Linked DNA regions of Drosophila melanogaster: region 1 is linked to region 2. The links are chromatin contacts, called in public Hi-C maps. All regions are on one chromosome and are shown on one strand. The core of a region is the stretch at or near the end of the contact, and the rest is flanking DNA. Distances in the headings are between cores, read along the strand shown.

What was found. A called contact is a pair of places that touch in the nucleus more often than the background predicts.
Region 1: a Hi-C map of the Kc167 cell line shows a contact between it and region 2, with 2.9 times the contacts expected there. A contact is called at or near these places in 13 of 107 Hi-C or Micro-C datasets (the Clone 8 cell line, the Kc167 cell line, the Ras3 cell line and 5 more) and 1 of 7 datasets of targeted methods (the Kc167 cell line).

Annotation. Positions count from the first base shown.
Region 1 is chr3L:7,318,699-7,321,912 of dm6, forward strand. It overlaps CG8607, which reads left to right and starts at 1,370. Exons shown (of 3, transcript NM_139843.3): 1 at 1,370-1,510; 2 at 1,584-1,666; 3 at 1,730-2,513. The coding sequence starts at 1,435. The coding sequence ends at 2,398. RhoGEF4 (Rho guanine nucleotide exchange factor 4) reads right to left here. Exons shown (of 4, transcript NM_139844.3): 4 at 2,401-3,186. The coding sequence ends at 2,488.
Region 2 is chr3L:7,156,759-7,159,624 of dm6, forward strand. It overlaps CG8620, which reads left to right and starts at 1,341. Exons shown (of 2, transcript NM_144196.2): 1 at 1,341-1,756; 2 at 1,821-2,116. The coding sequence starts at 1,489. The coding sequence ends at 1,852. corn (cornetto) reads right to left here and starts at 315. Exons shown (of 8, transcript NM_168193.3): 1 at 1-315. Dscam2 (Down syndrome cell adhesion molecule 2) reads right to left here. Exons shown (of 21, transcript NM_168196.4): 21 at 2,441-2,866.

The DNA.
Region 1 (3,214 bases), core at 120-2,619, 160 kb after region 2:
GCCGAACAAAGTGGGTACACACACACACACACTCATGTGTGTGAGGCGACGCCAAAGGACACAGATCCTGCGGACCAGCTGGGGAAGTGGGAACTGGTGCGGCGGAAGTGGGCTGGAAGTGCGAAAGGACACTGGTCTCAGATTATAAATTATTTATACTGTTTGCCAAACAGGTAAAGAGTTTCCACTTGGCCCAGGATATTTGCACAGGTCCTTTGCCGAGCGAAACGAAAGTCGATTTAATCAGCAAGCCAGGTACTTGGGATAGGAAAAAATCCAAATGTATTTTAGCAAGGAACAAACATATTTATTTTCCATATCAATTAACTGACATATCCTGATTGTTTGCCGTGTCGAACTTTGCTCGACCTTGCTGGCCAATCAGGTGCCAAACAAAATTCAATTTGATTGCACATTCTTATGGGAACTCGATCAATCGGAACCGCAGCACTGGAGTACATTACAACAATCGTTTTTGCATATTACAAACAGGACAAAGCGCAATTGTTGCTGGCACAAAGGATATCGCAGAACATCGATGGCGAGGAAAACAATGGCGCGTAAACAAACAAATGGCGACTATGAAATGGATGCGGGTTACAGGGTATGGGTTATGCAAATCGAAGGTGGAGAAGTACGCACGCTTTGTTAATTGAAATTCTGTCGCGCACACTCGTTTCCGCTGGGCCCAGCCAGTTAGGAGCACATCCTATATACCACACCCACACCCACACAATCACATTCCAACCTAACCCCACCCACTGCAAACCAAATCAAACTCAAGGACGACGGGCTCCTGGCGCCTGAAACAATGTAATTGAGTGGCGACAGGAACAAAACAGAAGCTGTGCACCGCCCAAATGGGGAAGCCTTTCATTCGGCGAGACTTTGTAGGCGGATTTCCCCGGTTACTATTCCCAGTGCCTCTTTCCCGGCTGCTTTCAGTCCACTTCCGGTTTCCTTGCCGCCGTTAGCGGTCCTCATTGTTACGCCAAAGTGTCATTATTGTTTTCGCTGGCACTCGCCATTTATTTAAAGTGTCACTTCGTGATGTTTTTGTTTTGAATTTAAAAAATATATATATTTTAAATGATTTTGAGTACTTAAAACTTCCAAAGTGTATCACTCAAAACAAAGACACTAGAATAACTATGTATAACTATATTCTAGTGTCTTTGCTCAAAAAGAGAAAACTTATCACTTTACTTTATGAAATATGATTTGTGTTAAAAAATCTGGAATTTTTAACTTTAGCTTACTTTAAAAAGCTTTGAATGTTTTTTAAGTTACTTTCTTTATTTTAGCTTTAATTTGTAGTAATTAATCTACAAAAAAAAACATAAACAAATGTCATCCATCCCTGGTTCGCTTATCAGCTGTTTGCCGGCAAACTACTTTGGTTTTCCTACCATTCGCTTCGCTTTAAAATCAAATATGCAACGATTCCTGAAGGTATTCAAACAGCAAACATGCAAAATAATCGGCATGATACACGTGGATGCGCTGCCAGGTGAGAGAAGCTACACCAAAGCCTCAGAAACCAACAAATCCGATTGCTACTAATCCGGGAAACACAACACCAGGAACGCCACGATACGCCGGCAACTGGAAGCAGACAATTGAGAATGCCATCTACGAGGCGAATCTGTATAAGAAACACCAACTGGTAGGATGTACATACATAAGTGATATTCCATGCTGTTTAAACTGACGGCAAGTCCTTTTGCAGGATGCCGTGCTCATCGAGAACATGCACGACATTCCCTATGTGCCGGAGCGTCTTCTTGGCGCCGAGATAGTCGCCTGCATGACTCGGCTGGGACGGGCGGTGCGCGAGGTGATCCCCCAGGAGATTCCGTGTGGTGTCCAAGTGCTCGCCTGCGGCAATAAACAAGCACTGGCCATTGCCAAAGCCAGTCAGCTGCAGTTTATACGCGCTGAGGGATTCGTCTTTGGCCACGTGGCGGATGAGGGTTTCACGGATGCCTGTGCGGGCGATTTGCTGCGCTACCGGAAGCTCATCGATGCCGAGGATGTGCTCATCTTCACGGATCTGAAGAAGAAGCACAGCTCACATGCCATAACCGCCGATGTCAGTCTCTTGGAAACGGCCCATGCGGCAGAGTTCTTCATGACCGATGGTATCATCATTACGGGTACAGCGACGGGTCATGCAGCCAGTCCCGAAGATCTGCAGCAGCTATCCGGCAGGGTTAAGGTTCCCCTGATAATTGGCTCTGGGGTGACCAGGGATAATATCGACAGTTACTACAAAGATGCGCACGCAGTGATAATTGGGTCGCATTTTAAGCGAAATGGCAACTGGCTGGAAGAGATCAGTGAACCAGCTGTGGATGAATTCATGCAAAAGATTTGCCAACTGCGACACTCGAAATGATTATAATTGTTAATGGATTTATTGATGTGTATAAATGTTGTAAACGATGATATATGTTTGTATACGATTTAGTTTGATGTCATCTAGTTCTAGAATAGATTAGCAAAGAAATCATAAATCCGCTCACGCAAAGATGTGGGTTTTAGGGCGGAGGACGACTCGCTGGAGAAAGCAAAAGGCTTCTCGACCAAAACCGGAGACACTGCATCCAAGGTGTCGTCGAACTTGACGCGCTTTTTCTGCGGCGGCGTGCAGATCTCCTCATGACTCTTTAAATGCACAGGGAACATATTGTCCCCGTTGAACAGATCCTCTCGCTTTACAAATGTTGGTATGGTGTTGTCCACATTGTGGGCCCTGAAATACGATTTGGAATCGGAGTAGCGACTGGCAAAGCCGTAGCTTGGATCGTGATCATTGTTAGGCGCCGGTACATTGCTGCGTTTGAGGATGCCGCGTACATTGGCCACCTTGTCACCGGCAGCAATCTTTTTGTACAACTTTGAGATGCGGTTCTCCTTGCTGGCGGTGGCCAGCTCTCCAGGCCTTCCCGGCTGGTGGCGCATCTGCACTGCCGGAGGCGGTGGAGGAGCTGGTGGTGGTGGTGCAACACGTTTCATGGAAACAGAGGAGGAGGAGGAGGAGGAGGCCTTTCCCATTGGATTTCCATTTGGAGCCCTTAAAATTCCACTGGCCACTTTTCGCTTTCGAGAAAAGCAAGCACTGTCCTCGGTCTCCTCTTCGGAATCCGTGCTGCGATTCTTATTGCGGAAAACCGTATCATATTCCTATAGATTATTTAGAAACATGAATGTT
Region 2 (2,866 bases), core at 91-2,590:
CGCGCAGGAAAGTCGGAAAAACGAAAATCGTATAGCGGCTTGGTAACAAAACGCGCCCACTCGCGGAAAACAACAAGTTTAAATATTAATTAAATCGATTTATATTTACTAAATCATAATATACATCGCTATTACTTCATGTAGGCGAGCAGAAGCACACTCCACGTCGAATTTATTGTTCGTTTGCTTAAAAAATCAGTTTCAATTGCCGCAACTCCGTTGGCATTAAAGTTATAACGATGTTTCTTTAATAATATTTTTTAATGGTAACCGAAAAAACAGCGCGCGCTGCTGCGCTCTCCCGAAAAATTACAGAGAGAATGCGTTGCGAGCTGCTTATATAGATTTTTAAAATATCAGAGAAACCAAATGATGGTAATGTAAAAATACCAAAGCCGGGAAATCGCGTTTTAACAGTCTGTTAACAGTCTGGCGTATCACACTGTTAATTCTCTTCAGCGGTTAAATGTATCTATTGGATGCGCCAAATATATCTTATCCATATTAACAGCTATTTTGATTAAGAAAACTTAGACTCGTTTAGTTTTATTTAAAATTTTTTAATAGTTTTGAATTATTATACCTTTTGTCGATTTTTAAATATAAGTAAACGTAAGGAATGATTTTAACCGCTTGTGGTTAAGACTGCATATTTTGGCGGGCACAATTCAAAAGCAATCATGAAAATACCACAATAAAAATACTAGTCTCAAGCGGTAATGTCTTATACGTAGTCTTATACCTTAAAATTAAATAGCAGTTCTGTAAAATATTTAACCGTTTAGTATTTCTAAAATAATGTGCTAAACCTGATTTATGCAATTATTAAGATCCCAAAACATTTTCAAAAAATTGTGTAAATTTCTTAATACTTTATATTCTTAAAATTTTCGATGATTTAAAACGATAAAATAATTGTTTTAAAATTACACACTTGGACGAAATTCAAAATTAAAATTATATCAAAATAATGTCATATTTCACAAAATCGTAAAAAATAATAAAAGGTATGCTTATAAAAATACGCAGAATATTTATAATGCATATAATATGCAGAAATACAAAAGTAAGAAGAATTTCGCAAAAATATGAAATATGTTTGAGGTTACGTTCGGCAATGAAATTATGTAACATTAAAAACACGTGATCAATGGAAGTAATTTCCCAAAAACCCATGAATGCGATTTGGTTAAAAATAGCTCAGATGACGTCACATTTATCGTGTGGTTTGTATGAGTATGTGACTGATAAAGAAAGGCAAATGTTTACAGTCCGAAAGTCGCGATTAGCTTGGCGCCAAAGTTGCCTATAAAAGCTCATCGACCGAATGCCGCAGAAGCCAGTCAAATTCAAGTGTTCAAGTGAAGCAGTCGAAACATAAGCAACAGATTCCGCAGCAGTTATATCCAGTTCAGAGAAACAGTAGTTAATCAGTAATTAAAGTGTTGAGTGAATTTCTTATCGGGTCAGTTGTAAACTAGTGCAAAAATGTCGCAATCCGATAACGTGGCACGTGAGCAAACTGCGGCAAATGCAGGGCCGGATGCATGTCAAGGATGCCGCGGCCAATTGCCAAATGCCACGCCCGTGGAAGTCGAGGACATGGCCTTGCCGTCGATGGAGCGTCTCATTCGAAAGGCCAACATGGCCCAGAAAATGCTGAACGATGTGATGAAACAGATCCAGAAGCAGCAGCAGCAGGAATCTCAACTCTCCATCAAGGAGACCAAGTCCAAGCACCGCAGCTCCGATGGAGGTAAACGACGACACAGAGGACGCAAACATCATAGTCATAGTCATCACACTAGCTCATCTTCCAGTTCCAGTTCCGACCACAGTGACTGCGAGCTGATCCTGGCGGAGAAGGAGGGGCACATGCCGCGGAGAAGACACACGCGAGATGACCGCAAGCGGGATCGTTCCCGGTCTCGCGGTCGCTCCCGTGGTCACTCGCGTGGTCGTTCTCATGGGCGTTCTCGTTCCAGGTCCTACACCGATTCCCGACGATCTCGAGCACTACCCCTGGCTCTGCCCGTTCGGATTTCAGTGTGAGTATCTGGCTTCATTCAGTATTATTCAATATTCATTTTATATATTAAGTGCGCATAAAAAAACCAAAAAAAAAAAAATAATAAAATATATAAAATATGAAAAAAATATTCAAATGAATTCTTTTTAATGGAGGGTGGGCTTATCTTTATTTTGGGTGCAAATAATACATACTGTTCAGGTATTCAAGATAATAAGTTACATTCGTTGATGAAATGCTGATTTAATTTAGCATTCATATTTACCAAAGTTGTGAAATATTTGAACCATTTTTCTGAGAAAATAAAGTTCAAAGTTTTGGAACTGTAAAAAGAAGTTTTTATCTTACCTCCATCAGCCGATTAACAAATAAACAATCGTTTGTTATTTTTAAATATTTCTTATATTTTTTAAATGCCGTTTGTTTTTACATTAATAGTTTTTATTTTGTAGTTGTTGTGCTAATTATATGTTAAACATAAAAATTGTTTCTCCCTCTCGTATAATTACTCGGTTTGTTCTCGTTTTGATTGTGATCTATTAAGTTAATTTCATCTTTTGATTTGTAGACTTTGCTGTGAGTTTGCTCCTTGCAGTCGCAACTTTTCTGTTGTTCTTAATAAATTCGTAAAATTCGATGTTAAATGTAATAAACCATTTCATTGCTTCGTACAAATAAATGCATATAAAAACCGACTAAAATCGCGTTAATCGCTATATAAACAAAGAGTGCTGCTGGCTCGTAAATTTTCGATTTTGTTTTTTGCTTTTATTTCAAATGAGACACTAAAGAATTATGCTGTCTGGCTCGGGTTGGAATAAATTTTACCCAAGTGAA